Linked DNA regions of Mus musculus: regions 1, 3, 4 and 5 are each linked to region 2. A link is a contact called in public Hi-C, HiChIP or PLAC-seq and promoter capture Hi-C data. All regions are on one chromosome and are shown on one strand. The core of a region is the stretch at or near the end of the contact, and the rest is flanking DNA. Distances in the headings are between cores, read along the strand shown.

The links. Promoter capture Hi-C pulls out the DNA fragments that hold promoters and counts their contacts. A called contact is a pair of places that touch in the nucleus more often than the background predicts. HiChIP or PLAC-seq counts read pairs in DNA pulled down with a chosen protein or histone mark.
Region 1: a contact with region 2 is called in a Hi-C map of natural killer cells, with 8 times the contacts expected there. The contact joins the promoter of Opn3 here to the promoter of Sdccag8 in region 2. A contact is called at or near these places in 7 of 39 promoter capture datasets (the HPC-7 cell line, cranial neural crest, embryonic stem cells and 3 more), 9 of 484 Hi-C or Micro-C datasets (CD4 T cells, CD8 T cells, Sertoli cells and 5 more), 5 of 115 datasets of contacts at active chromatin or transcription factors (astrocytes, embryonic forebrain, embryonic stem cells and 2 more) and 1 of 9 other capture datasets (adipose tissue).
Region 3: a promoter capture Hi-C map of pre-B cells shows a contact between it and region 2, with 5 times the contacts expected there. The contact joins the promoter of Efcab2 here to the promoter of Sdccag8 in region 2. A contact is called at or near these places in 5 of 39 promoter capture datasets (the 3T3-L1 cell line, the C10 cell line, embryonic stem cells and 2 more), 1 of 484 Hi-C or Micro-C datasets (uterus), 3 of 115 datasets of contacts at active chromatin or transcription factors (bone marrow-derived dendritic cells, large pre-B cells and microglia) and 1 of 9 other capture datasets (liver).
Region 4: a promoter capture Hi-C map of pre-B cells shows a contact between it and region 2. The contact joins the enhancer-like site here to the promoter of Sdccag8 in region 2. A contact is called at or near these places in 3 of 39 promoter capture datasets (frontonasal cranial neural crest, hippocampal neurons and pre-B cells), 1 of 484 Hi-C or Micro-C datasets (B cells) and 2 of 115 datasets of contacts at active chromatin or transcription factors (acute myeloid leukemia and large pre-B cells).
Region 5: an H3K27ac HiChIP or PLAC-seq map of microglia shows a contact between it and region 2, with 7 times the contacts expected there. The contact joins the promoter of Desi2 here to the promoter of Sdccag8 in region 2. A contact is called at or near these places in 6 of 39 promoter capture datasets (3T3-L1-derived adipocytes, hippocampal neurons, liver and 2 more), 1 of 484 Hi-C or Micro-C datasets (B cells) and 3 of 115 datasets of contacts at active chromatin or transcription factors (astrocytes, fibro-adipogenic progenitors and microglia).

The regions. Positions count from the first base shown.
Region 1 is chr1:175,691,267-175,693,966 of GRCm38.p6, forward strand. Opn3 (opsin 3) reads right to left here and starts at 1,366. Exons shown (of 4, transcript NM_010098.3): 1 at 904-1,366. The coding sequence starts at 1,270. Gm39707 (a long non-coding RNA gene) reads left to right here and starts at 1,780. Exons shown (of 3, transcript XR_865748.2): 1 at 1,780-1,825.
Region 2 is chr1:176,813,401-176,816,100 of GRCm38.p6, forward strand. Sdccag8 (serologically defined colon cancer antigen 8) reads left to right here and starts at 1,260. Exons shown (of 18, transcript NM_029756.3): 1 at 1,260-1,655. The coding sequence starts at 1,589. It also overlaps a transcript of Cep170 not described here.
Region 3 is chr1:178,404,659-178,407,358 of GRCm38.p6, forward strand. Efcab2 (EF-hand calcium binding domain 2) reads left to right here and starts at 1,360. Exons shown (of 7, transcript NM_026626.3): 1 at 1,360-1,475. The coding sequence starts at 1,445.
Region 4 is chr1:175,639,577-175,642,285 of GRCm38.p6, forward strand. All of the region lies in intron 4 of Kmo (kynurenine 3-monooxygenase (kynurenine 3-hydroxylase)), which reads left to right. Among named protein-coding and RNA genes, the nearest start is that of Kmo, 8.7 kb to the left of the region's middle. Within about 2 kb of position 1,420, at least 50 of the 459 cell types and tissues checked have an H3K27ac peak or open chromatin away from gene starts, as enhancers often do. A contact at or near this core is called in B cells and pre-B cells, where this site is marked.
Region 5 is chr1:178,186,112-178,188,811 of GRCm38.p6, forward strand. Desi2 (desumoylating isopeptidase 2) reads left to right here and starts at 1,306. Exons shown (of 5, transcript NM_024282.3): 1 at 1,306-1,846. The coding sequence starts at 1,805.

The DNA of each region.
Region 1 (2,700 bases), core at 116-2,615, 1.1 Mb before region 2:
TCAATAGTAAATTATCAATGTGTTTTTAAGGTTTGTGAAAGGGACTTTAAGCCTTAAGAAATATCCATTTCTATTTTAAATCGTTATACAAACAAAATCCCTAGGGGACACACACACACACACGTTTTTCCCAGGCTTAGAATACTGGATCAGTCAACCTTCAACCTGTCAATTCTCAATATAAATCTTCAAGAAAGCAACAAGTTCTACTTCAATTAAATGTACTGGCTGCCCTGCTAATTATGAGTTGGACTCCTTTGCGCCATTTGTAACCTCTGGTGTGACAGAACCTATGTACAGGAAATTAAAAAAAAAAAAAAGTCTCATCCCCTAGGAAGCATTCAACTGTTTATAATTGCTAACGAGTGAAAGGGGGTAAAATACTGCGTTATTTAGGATTCTACATGTCATTCTGAGGAACAAATACTAAATTTGTGAATTAAATCTCTCCTTGTTCTCGCCTCCACTGTTCAGGAGTTGACTTTTTTCTTGCATCTCTTGACTCTACAGGGCCTCATTTCTTTCTCCCTCTGTAAAGTCCACTGTGAGCTGCCCTGTTGAGAGCTACAGTAGGAAGTAAAAATAGATGAGGGGAAATAAGATGGCCAGCGGCAGGGAGACTTTGGAAAGTGCTACAGAGGCAGGAGGGGCTGGGGTTGGTGACTGGCTGGGAAGAAGGGTGTGTAAATCCAGGCAAGGAGGGAAACAGAGTTGGGGATGAAGACCAGATGAAAGGGAGAAGGGAGGCGAGGGTTGGGTATCTAAGGGAGGTTCTCGAGGAGAGAGAGGGAGTTGTGGGTGATGACTGGCTATCAGGGACGATCCCGGGGAGGACGGAGGCCCAGAGCTGATGTACCCGGGGGAAAGTTGAGAGGCAAGGAGAACGCGTCCCGGGCGACTCACCAAAGAGGCTGCCGCTAAACCCGTCCCACGCGCAGCCCACGGCGTCCCACACCCAGCCGTTCCGCAGGCACGACGCGAAGGTGAAGGTGACTCCGAACAGGGATACCAGCAGGTCGCCCAGGCTCAGGTTGACCAGGAAGAGGTGGGTGGGCGTGCGCAGTCTCGGGAACTTGGAGTAGAGAAGCAGCACCAGCAGGTTGCCGCCGACGCCCAGCAGCGCGAGGCAGCCGAGTAGCAGCGCCAGGCGCTCGTACGCGGTGGGGCTGAAGAGAGGCGCGGGGCTCCGCGTGCCCGCCGGTGCTGCGCCCTCGGCGCCCGCCCCGTCCTCCCAGTAGCCCTGGTCGCCACTACGGTTCCCCGAGTACATGGCCCGACGCCGGCGCGCCGTGAGAGAGAGGGCTCGGTGAGCCGGGCGGCCCGAACAGGGTGGATCTCACGCTCTGCGGGCCGCTCAGGCCATTGTGCCCGGGAGCCGCGCCAGGCCCGCCCAACCCGCGCGCACCCGAGGCCCCGCCCTTCGGTGCTAGGACCCCGCCCCACCGCATGAAACTCCGCCCTCCTAGCGTTCTTGCTATCCCACCCTCCCGCGTGGGTCCCGAGCCCCACTAGCTAGCACTTGCAGTCCCTCCCACGGGACCTCCCTGGAGGCCACGCCCTTCTACCTTGCGGCCTCATCCATACGGCAGCCGTTTTGGCCCCGCCCTCCTAAGACTCTTCCGCAGTCTGGCCTGCGGCTCCTCCCTCCCGGAATCTCCTGTTACCCCGCCCTCTGACTCACACCCTTGGCCCCGCCCTCCGGCATACAGCTCCGCCTTCTTAGAACCTCTGACCGCGCCTCTGAGCTGTGGCCCCGCCCTACTGCTTTAGCGGCCCGCCCCTTTTCCCCCCTCCCACCTCCCGGGCGCGTTCCCGCCCAGCAGAGGTGAGTTTCAGAGACCAGTGAGCTCTTGCTCTGCTTCCTTCACCCTTAAGCCGAGGTGGAAACCTGAACAGACTGTACAGAAAAAAAGAGAAAGTAAACTCCCTTACGGAGGTAAATTAGCCACAGCGGATCCTCACAGCCCTCAACGGACTCTAAAGCATCTCGTCCATTCACCCGTTAAGTCACTCACCCTAGCATACACTCATTCATAAATATTTATGAACGCCTGCGCTTAACTCAGTTAAGCATGCTGAATGAAATACTCTCTTTCCTGGGAAGCTATAATAACACCCACCCCCACCTCATACACCCAATAGAAAGAAAACAAAACACTGAAATGCCCGAAGTAGAGCGCCAGCGAAATGATCTCATAAACAGGGAACCTGACGTTAAAAACAAACAAACAAACGCAGCAGGCTGAGTCTCAACTACCTTAGAGCTGGAAGATATGTCCCAGCGTTTATGACAGTGTTCTGAGCTGCCACTCTCAGAGCCCCAGAATAAGGAAGGAAATAGCATCAGAGTGACACCCAAGTCACCCTTCCACTGGATCCCAAGCCTTCTCAGTCTGCAGTAGGTACACCTGATACACAATCCAGTCCAAATGCTTCTCTGGAGGTGATCTCTTGAGCAGTGCCCCGCCCCCTAAGGCTTCAATCCAAATCTAGCAGGTATAGAGAGGATATATTTAGAACAGCACGCATTTTCCACTGGACCTTTCCCCAGCAGCAATGCAAATATAGAACAAGTCAAATATAGATTGTGAACGTCACTTCTTTAGGCCTGCTTTCTCTGTCTCCACTGCAGTCCCCAACGACTACCCACGAGAGGAAAATGTCCCGAGCTGCATGCACCTGAAGATGTCATAGGCACTA
Region 2 (2,700 bases), core at 10-2,509:
GGCTACGTGGTGTGCTGTCGCCCGGCAGCCTGCGTGACAGCACGTCTTCCACGCCCTCCCAACGCCATCTGAAGGCTAGTCGTCCGTCACCCCCTCCTCACCGCCGCCACCCTCCTCACACCCCGAAACCAACCCTACAAAAGGGATGGGCGCCCTGGAAAACTCCCTTGCCCAGCGGCAGCGCAGCCATTCCTTAGACGCTCCGCCCGCAGCGTTCCCAGGCAGCTCAGGCGGCGGCTACACAAAGCGGGAGTGAACAGAAGAGGACCGGGCGCACTGAAGGGAAGCCGGCCCTGTGCAGCCGGCCGCAGCCCATGGGGGAGGGGAGGGAGGGGACGGGAGGGCGGCGGCCGCGCGGGGCGTCCCGGTGGCGCCCCTCGCCCTCCAGGCCCGCACTCCATCCCGCCGCGGGCCGCGCCCAGGCCCCGGCCCCGGCCGCCGGAGCTATGGATGTGCAGAATCCCGGGCCATGCCGACCCCGAGCGCATCACTTACCCCTCACCGCAGAGAGGGACCGGACCGGGAGGCGGGGCGCGGCGCGTCCCGTCTGTCTCTGCCACGCTGTCCTCCCCCCACCCCCTCGCCGTTGTCGTCGTCGTCGTCGCCGCCGCCGTGGAGCTGGGGGCCCCTCGGTTCCGCTGGGCAATAACGTTATTCCACACACGCCCCACACATAGCGGGAACGGCAGCGAACGGCAGCTCAGTGCGCAGGCGCCTCGCAAAGGGCAGCGAGCCAGGTCCTCTCCCTCCTCCAGCCAGGGCCCAGCGATGCCTCACTGCGCAGGCGCCAGACCCAGACAATGAAAGGGGGCTTTGCAGAGGGTCTCACCCACACGCTCTCGCAGCTGCCCACTGCGCAGGCGTGCCCTCAAGACAGTCTTGAACAATAAAGAGCCGCTTGGCTGGAGTGGGACCGCAACCAACCAGGACTACGATTCCCAGCGGGCAGCGCGCCAACTCCACGCGGAGGGCGGGGCTCTGAGCAGGCTAGGAGTTGCAGTGTCCGTCACTTTCACAGTTTGGCTGTTTGGAAGATTTACACTTCATTTTCTAGAGAAAAACAGTTTTGACAGAACTCCTAACTAAAACCGAGTTTGCAGTGAATGCTTGCGAGGGCTCAGGGATCAACTCCACACCGGCCCGTTTTGAAGAGTCTTAAGTCCTTCACCGGGCCGGTTCTGTCAGCGAGTCTATCCAGCTGGCTGAGGATGGCAGGACAGCGGGACTAATCCAAGCGATGCAAAAGGGAAAGGGCGCGGCGCGCCAACCCGTCTCTTGGCAACAGCCTCAGGCCGCTAAACTGTCGGAGTGGCGCTCCGAGCGCATAGCCCTCTGGGAAGCGTAGTATAGCTGGAAGGCTCATAGGACTCTCGAGGCTGCAGGCTTTAAGCCTGAGAACTACAATTCCCGACGTTCACCATGAGGGCCAGGGGGTAGGAAGAGCCCCTAGGAGCTCGGTCCGGGGTTCCTGGTTCCCTAGTGACAGCAGCGACAGGAAGCAGGCAGGCATCCCCTCATCCCCAGCGCTAGGCCTGTCCTCGGAGGGGTGCACTGGATACTTTCCCGCATAACTCCCATCTCTGACCCCATGGCGAAGTCCCCAGGGAACTCTACCCTGGAGGACAGTCTGGGGCAATACCAACGGAGTCTCCGGGGTGAGTTGCTCCGAATCTCAGTGCCTAGTAGCTCTTAGGTACCACGGGCAATAGTGGGTTGTTTTTTGTTTTTTTGTTTTTGTTTTGTTTTGTTTTTTCCAGAGACTTTCCTTGAGCACTAGCCAGGCTGTGGAGGAAGACGACCGATGTTGCTCTGACCTTATGGATGAAATCTTTTAGTTTTGTTTTTAGGATTAAGCAGCATTATCCTTATCCTTGTGGTTGGTTACCTGACCCAACAAGGAACCTACATCTTGATTTAAGTGTCTTATCAACCAGTGCCAGCACAAACTCATGGGCAGCTCCATGCCACTTTTACCCTGTTGCCATACTGTTGCTGTTTAATTCAATAAATTCCTTATTTATATTTCTTACACATGCAAATTCTGGTGTAGTATAGCAAATCTGACGTATAAGTCCAGAAAGAAAACACTAATAGTTATTTGAAATAATACAATATCTACTGATCTACATTATTTTCATATAGCAAAGTATTTAAAACTTTATCTCACTAATGACTCCATTTTACTGGTCAGGAAACCAAAGCCAAAACTCACACAGCTGGTTGGTAGCGGCAAAGGCATGTACAGAATTCAGGCCTATCCACCTTCAAAGCCTATGCCTTTCTTATTAATCAAGTAATAATTACTATAATCGAAGCCTAGCTTAGTTAATTCAAGTTTTCTGAGCAAAGAACCAGAAGAATAATTATCTGGCAAAGTGCTCTCCATACTCATAGCTAGCTAGCTCTGTTCTTTTGACCACATGTGAAATCTCCGGAAACTTGAGACTTTGTTATAGTGAATTCGTGGTGTCAACTACAACATGATTATTATGGAGAACAAGTTAACCAAAAGAATAATGAACATAAGACTGATTTATTTTCAGAAGTTAAGAAATCTGTAGCAAGAAATGTGTGCTAGGGGCTGGGAATGTGGCTTAGTATTAGAATGCTTGTCTGGTGTGTGGAAAAGAAGGAAGGAGAGATGGGCAAGTTAATGTGGGACTTAGAAAGATTTCACTAAAGACTTTATTCCACGGGTTA
Region 3 (2,700 bases), core at 110-2,609, 1.6 Mb after region 2:
CTTCCATATTTTGGGGTGATTAATTTACTGTATGCTTGAGTTCATCTTGGAAGTCTTTCTTTTCTTTCTTTTCCTTTCTTTCTTTCTCTTTCTTTTTGTTTTATTGTTTTGTTTTTGTTTTTGTTTTTGTTTTTTTGAGACAGGGTTTCTCTGTGTAGCCCTGGCTGTCCTGGAACTCACTCTGTAGACCAGGCTGGCCTCGAACTCAGAAATCTGCCTGCCTCTGCCTCCTGAGTGCTGGGGAAATTTGCTTGATATGCACCATTTTCTGATTATTCAAATTGTAGTTAGACACTTCATCAAATCTTTATTGCCTATAGAAAAAAATATTTTAATGAAGAGTACAGTTGGCCTGCTTTGAGGGTTCATTCACTGAGATTACAGAACTTCGATGAATAAAAACTAATAATAAAAAATAAAATACTGAGATGTAAAGTGAATAAATAACTATATTAAAGAAAAATCAAGACAAAACAAAGGCCTCTACATTTAGTTACTTTTACAAAAATATTTAAATAAGTACACATATACCATGAAATTATCATTAAAGATTAAAACTAGATATTAATTTGAGTCACATTGTTAGACATTTCAAAACTGTTGGGTTTTTTTTGTTTGTTTGTTTGTTTGTTTGTTTTGGGGGGGTTTCATTTAAGGGAGAATCTTAGTATTCTGAGCTTATCCATCAAATAACAAAACACGCGATAGCCAAGTTTCTCAGTACTCAAAATTCTCATCGGAAGGTCATGCCAAATTGCACCATCAACATACAAAATGTGTGTATCCCTGAGAACAGACCGTCAATTTATTTGTTGCTATGAGAACACTATTTTGTATCAGAAATTGCAGCCTTGGCGACGCAGTGTTTGCGCCTATTTTGCACATGTTTTTCTACAGCAAGTCCTCTCTCTCTCTCTCTCTCTCTCTCTCTCTCTCTCTCTCTCTCTCTCTCTCTGCGATCCCGGGGAAAGGCTGGGCTTCCTCCTGCACTGGCCCATGTCCGTTTTCGCTCCAGTTCCGTGACTGGCAGAGTGGCTCCGCTCAGGAGAGGGTGACGCCAGAGAGCCACAAGGCCTGGCTCGGGTGGGGTTGGGGTGGGCGGACGCTTTTCGGGGAGGGACCGTGTAAGGGGCCGCCAGGTCTGCGCCCGGTTCTGGGGCGCACCTGAGACGGCCGGGAAAAAAAAAAGCTGAATAAAATAAGTAATTAAAGAAATGAATAAAGAAATAAGCAAGGCACACTACGTCCTTGACAGTCACAATCAGGCCCAGGCGGGTTCCGGAGCCTTGTTAATAAATGACGCCCCTAGGCCCAAAGAACGCGGGCCTCGGTTCTGGTGGGGGCGGGGATCGGGGGGCCACCGTGCATCCAGGGGCTTTCTCCGCCCGCGGGGTCCCGCAGGGTTCGTGCTGGATGTCTCCCGGGCGACCGGCTCCGCACCAAGATGGCGGAGGAAAGGGACGCGGAAGGGACAGGTAGGACCCTGCCTGGGGTGCCACGACGTCGCCTCTGCGCCTGAGGAAGCGCCCCCCGGCCAACATCTTGAGCCCCTCGGCGTGGCGACAGTGGGCTGAAAAGCGGCGCCAGCCCGCGTCCCCACCGTCCGCCCTCCCGTCCCCTCGAGAGGTCTGCGCGGGCTGTTGTAGCCCCCGCCGGGGAGGTTCATAATGGCGTCCTTGTCCCTGGCACCTCCCCTCCCCGTGAGGGCGCCAGCCGCGGTCTGGGTGGGCTGTGGGTAACCCGGAGGGCGGCCTCATGGAGGACTGGAGCTGCGACTAGAACCTGGCGGGATCCTCTGCGGCTGTGCCGAAACCCCGCCCAGCCCGGCCCAACCCGGCCCCAGCCGCCTCCATTTTGCCTCCTCCTCCGCCAGGCGGAGCGCAGCCTCCAGGTCAGACTGGGCCCTAGCGGCCCGGGTCGCGCTAGAGCCTTGCATAAGGAACACGCACTTTAATCACTTTAAAGAAAACCCAGCCGGGACTTGTCGGGCCGCCCAGACCGGCCGGGTACCCGAGAGGCCTCAGGGGACCCGAAAAACTAATGTTTCATGTTGAACTGCAAGACCTTTTGAATTGTTGCTAACCCAGCCGAATGACTTAAAATCGGATCTGTGACTCAACAGCCATTACGTGATAAATTGACAACATCACCGCTAAATAAATAGTCAAGCAAGCCCTAAAATAGTAAATGGCAAACATTGCAAAAAAAGTGAAAGTAACACTCCATCTTTGCTGACTCTCTCCCCTCCCTCTTGTATTCCCCCACCCCCACCCCCACCCTCTGGTTTGGAACACAGTAGTTAGGTTAACAACTAATATTTACACGAGTTGTTTAGTCCATTGTCATGGTGATTACAGGAACCCAGCAGGGAAACTTGAGACCCTAGATTTTTTTTTTTTTTTTTTTTTTGGTTTTGGCTGTCCTGGAACTCACTTTGTAGACCTGGCTGGCCTCGAACTCAGAAATCCGCCTGCTTCTGCCTCCGGAGTGCTGGGATTAAAGGCGTGCGCCACCACTCCTGGCAGCTAGAGATCTTATTGATGACCTGTGATTTATAGATGGTAAAATTAATCTCAGAAGTCGGCATTGTAGTATAGAGTTTTAACTCTACTAAGGTATCAAGATTTTTGTGGTGCTATTTTAGAAATGGAAGGTTTTATTCTACTTTTTTGTTGTTGTTTTTACAAAGAATATGAAGTT
Region 4 (2,709 bases), core at 170-2,669, 1.2 Mb before region 2:
AATGACCCTCTTGCCCTGGGTTTGCTTATAATAGACTGTATAGAATGAATGAGAAATGTTTTCAATGCTTTATAATTCCTAAAACGATAGAGGCCAGAGGGTGATGTTGTTTTTGAAAGCAAATCCATTATCTTGCTCTGTGTTTTTCGTGCTGACATTCATAACTGGAAGAAAATATATTTACATCTAATTATACCCTCTGAGTTTATTTCTCTGAGAGAGAATGAAGGCTCCAAATATCCACGGCAGAGAGGGGGGTTCCCAGTTTGCTTTATTTTTATGGAGCCTTATGAATCACAGAGCTCAAGTAAGGTCCATATTCTCCTGAAGGACAAGGGACAGTCAAGGACAAGGGTTTCTGGGAAGAGGCATCAGCAGAATAAGACAAGGGGAACTTCGTTGTGTGGTATGGACAGGAAATGGGAAAGTGGTTTGGAGAAAAGGGGGAAGTTGTAGTTTACAAGAAGGCTACAGAGGAAGTTTGAAACACTTTGTAGGGATCTTAAATCAGTAGCAAATCAGAATTAACCTAATCAAATGGATGAAAACTGGGTGAGACTTCATTTCTAAGACTTAAATCTGAAATGCAAAGTCTATTCAGAGGTTTGGAGGAGAGAAGATGTATGTTCATTGGAGCATAGCAGAATCTTTAGAGTTATTGAACTTGAATCCAGCTGCCATACTTCATAGAAAAGGAAACAGCCCACAGACTCCTGTGAGATTTATCAAGGCAAAAGTAAGGCAGCTTCTTTCCCAATGGTGTGACCAGGAAACCAGGCAGCACTGCCTATAGCCAACCCCATTGCTATCTGATTCACAATCTCATCTCACTTTTCCTTTGCATTACCATGGAGCATCCTGAGGAGGCTGAGCCATACAACTGAGCTCATGCCAGAGTGAATCACCTATCAGTAAACAAAGGCATTCTAATAGTACTTCAAATACTAGAGAAACTAGATAAAGAGAGTGACTGGGACCAGAGGCCACGAGGCTTTCTTGATCCCCCAAGAGGGAGCAGGTGTGTGTGGGAGTTCCAATTTTAGAGCTTTCACTACAAAAGGGAGGAAGTGGTCCCTTCCCCACCTCCACTGCTATTTCTCAATTCTTACAAACTGGGTGACTGGTAAGTTTACAGCCATGCTAGTCAGTCCTTCAGTGTCTGCGTGATTGCATTGACATCCGTTGTGTTTTAGTTAAACAAAAAGGCCACCTTGCCTTTTAAGAACTACATCAAGTTGCTTTGACCCACTCAATTGCTCTGCCTGAGGAAATCCAGTCATCCTTGGGACACCAAGACTTCTACACATCTTCAGGGAGACAGGCTTCTTTTGGCCTCTGCAGGCTCTCTGCACCTGGGTCCCTCTCACCCCGTATTGGCTAGCTGCCACTAAGATCCAGATGTGAAAGCCACCACTTCCTCAGCCTTTATGCATGCAATGTCTTCAAAAGAACATGCACTGGATCTGGGAAGAGGACTTAGAGAGTAAGAGCGCTTGCTGAGCAAGCATGAGGCCCTGAGTTCAATTCCCTAGCATCTAGTCTGGAGAGACAGCTCAGCGGATAAGAGCACTTACTACTGTTCCAGAGGGTCTGAGTTCAAGTACCAGCTCTCACATTGGGAAGCTCATAACCACCTGTAACTCCAGCTTTGGGGAGGCCACACCCTCTTCTGACCTCCACGGGTCCCTGTATTCACACACAAACACACATACACACACACACACACACACACACAGAGAGAGAGAGAGAGAGAGAGAGAGAGAGAGAGAGAGAGAAATAAAAACACACCCTCAATAACCCAGCACCCACATAAAAAGCCAGGCACAGGCACACCTATTCCTGCAATCCCAGTGCTATGGGGTGCAGTGACAGGAGAATCACCAGGACTAGCTGACTGCTAACCTGGCTCCAGGTTCATTGAAAGCCAGTCTCAGAGGAATAAGGCAGAGAACGACAAGGCAGGACACTCAATGATTTCCATACCCATCTCACTCAACATTACACACAAAGACACAAAAAAAGGAACAGAGAGTGACAAGGAGACAAAGTGAGAGAGGGAAAAAGGGATAGAGGATGAGTCTACTGAAGAGCTCTGTGCCATGGAGGAAGCATTTTGCACAAGATACACAGTTTGGATATGCATGACATGAAAACCTGACTCCCCAAATCCTTCCTGGTCCTTCATCCTCTAGCTGTTTGCCTCTTGGCTCTTTCCCCCACACCACGTACAGATATCCCCTGGCTTTTGTACATTTCCCTCTCCCTCCCAGCCTGCCCTGGTAACTGTCACGATACTGTGTAATACACAGAGGTGGGTGGACAAAGCTGTGGTCACACTCCTATGCTTCTGTGTTCCCATGCTCCCTTACTGCGAAGCAGTCTCCTTTGAAGGCACCGTGTTGTGTTTGAAGTGGTCTGTGCTAAAACTATTGCATTACCAATCTCCGTCTTATCCTTGTGGGTTTTTTTTTCCACAGTGGCCTCTAGGGATTAGCCTTTTAGAATGGACGTTGCAGGCTTGTACTGTGGCAGGAACAATACCAGCTTTTGCTTCTGGGGCAATGCCACCCAAACAGCTAAAATAGACAGGATGGAGAAGTTCTGGTGGCCCTATTGGATGGATCTGTTCTACTGATTCCCATGGCACAAAAAGCCCTATAACTAGCATGCGAAGGCTCTTTTCCCCACATTGACTTAAACAAAGCTTTA
Region 5 (2,700 bases), core at 56-2,555, 1.4 Mb after region 2:
CCAAGCCACAAATCCAAAGTGCCTTTTAAATCTCTTGCATTATATCTGTTAATAACCCATTGACCAAATCAAGCCAAAGCTTGCTAAAGACAGTAGAGAGAGGCATCAAAGGTCATATATAATTTGAGAAGCCACTTTTACAATTTACCACGTTAATGGTCATGTTTCTATTTCCCTTGCCTCATTAAAATTTCACACAGAAACTCAAGCAATTTTTAATTTTTTAAAGTTATTTATTTATCTGAGTACATCATATCTGTCTTCAGACATATCAGAGGAGGGCATCTGATCCCAAATATAGATGGTTGTAAGCCACCATGTGTTTGCTGGAAATTGAACTCAGGACCTCTGGAAGAGCAGCCAGTACTCTTAAGCATTGAGCTTTCTCTCTAGCTCTCAAGCAATCTTTTAAGAGACTTATGTACATATTCATGTCGTTCCTTGGCTCAAACCCTACCAACTCTTCATTTAAAATCCAACCTCAGAGTTTGGAGAGATGGCTTGCCCACTAAAAGTACTTGTTGCTCTGCAGAGGATCTCAGTTTGGTTCCCAACACTCAGGTCAAGCAACTTACAGCAGCCTATAACTTCGGTTGCAGAGCATCCCTGCCCTCTGTCCTCTTTGGTCACCTGCACCCCTTGCTGTCTTTGTCTCTGTCTTCTGTCTTTCTCAGTCTCTTTCACTCTTTCACACACAGAGACACACAAACACACACACAATTGATAAATCTAAAATGTAAAATAGATATTCAATCTCAGCTAACTGAAAACTCAGGATGTCTTCTGACCAGTTAACTGCCTGTCCACAGATCACCTCTTTGCTCATTATATTCTAGCCACAGAGAACTTTTATTTTGTTCCTTAAGTACAAAAAACATGTCTTATGTCTATGTACTTTTGTCTCCTCTAATTGGAATTCTTGGCTCTCTTATATTTGACTAGCTTTCTGTCATTCACGAAATGTGAATTCCGTTTTGAGGGTTAAAGGAGACTTTCTTACATCCTACTTTTACAAGGGTAACCTTCCTCCCTTTATTGCCTCACTTCTATATTTTCAAAAATTAAAAAAAAAGCAGAAGGGCTTTGGAAAACTTAGTCATCACTTCTTCACATTGCGTTGGATTCACATCTCACGCTACAAACACCAGAAACAGCACTGAAAACTAAAAGGCAAATGGAGTCTCTGCTCGCCAAGGACGAACAGCGAAGGTTCCCCTGACAAACTCTTCGCAGGACTTTCTGGGAACTGTAGTCTCCCAGGGAGACGTGAGTGCCTACAATATCCTGGTGAATGCTGGGATATGTAGTCAGACTGCTTACACGCCCAATAGGAATCGCGGGTTCTCCCTCTGCTTTCTGGGAACGGTAGTCTTTCTGCGACCTCGAGCCACCAGGGTGAAGAGGCATCCGGCCTGTCGCCATTTTAGGTCTCCAGCTGCAGAGCCTGAGAGCCTCAACGCGCAGGCGGGCTCATCCCTGGATCCTGGCCGGCCCCGCCTCCAGGGTGCCTAAAGCCCGCCCCTCGCCCAGGCCCCGCCTTCCCCCACGTGTCTGCGGCCGAGGGGAGGCGCCTGAGCTGGAGCTGCCTCTCCACCTGTCTGGCCGGGTCCTCGTACAGGTTTCTGACAGCGTCTCCCGGGAGCGGTCCCGGCTGCCGGATGCTTCCGCCCCGGCTGCGGTGGGCCGGGCTGGACGCTTAGTGCCCGGCTCGAGCCCTGCCTGAGGCGCCCGCGGGGGTGGCAGCGGCCTCCGCCCCGCGGAGACCGAGCGGCTGGAGGACGAGGCGGCGGCCGTGGGGAGAAGGATGGGGGCTAACCAGTTAGTGGTGCTCAACGTCTACGACATGGTGAGTGCGTCCCCTGGCGGCCCGCGCTGGCCGGCCCTGTCAGGGGTCGGGACCCCGGCCCGGTGCTTCCTGCCTCGCGCCTCCGCCTCCAGCTTAGTTCTCAGGGGTGGGGGGAGGGGACAGTCGCGCTGTCTTCTAATCCCGAGACTGGCCCGCGCGCCTCCTGGAGGTGTCCCAGTCAGTCCGAAAGAGGGCTTGGGCTCGAGCCTCGTCCCAGCCCTCAGCTCCCCTGGCTGTGGGCCCGACCCCTGGGCGGATGAGCCGTGTCCTATCCGCGAAGCTTCGGTCGCAGGGCGACCTCCCTCCCAACTGCCACCTGGCCTCTAAGCTGCTCAGCTCCCCTCTGCCCTGCTCCTGCTGGCCCTTGTCTGTCTCCAAATGCTCGAGGCTTCCGACAACTCTCAAGCCCTTCAAGTCTAGAAAGTCACAGCTTCGATGCGGATGCTAGCGTCTCCCCAGAGGTGAACCGGAGCCAATACACCCTCACCTCCAAGGCATCCTCATAAAAATGAAAGAAGCGAAAATTTATGTAGAAAATAGCGCCATTGAATTATTTAGCGATCACAGAGGTGATCCTAGAATCCGAAGGCCACTTTCCAGGTGATGCAACAGGTGGATGACGTGACCGCTAGAGAGGGAAAGACAGCCTTGTTTATTATGTCATCTAACTTTGAAGAACTGAAAACATTCAGGCTAGGGTTCAAAGGCTGGATCCCCTCAGGTTCCAAGTGCAATAATACCCCTAGAAGAAGCACCTGGTAGAGAATGATCGCCGCAGGGAGGCTACGTTTGGGTGTGTTCACTCTCCTTTGGTTACTTAATTTTTGTTTTGTAAAGGATAGCCTTCCCCTGAA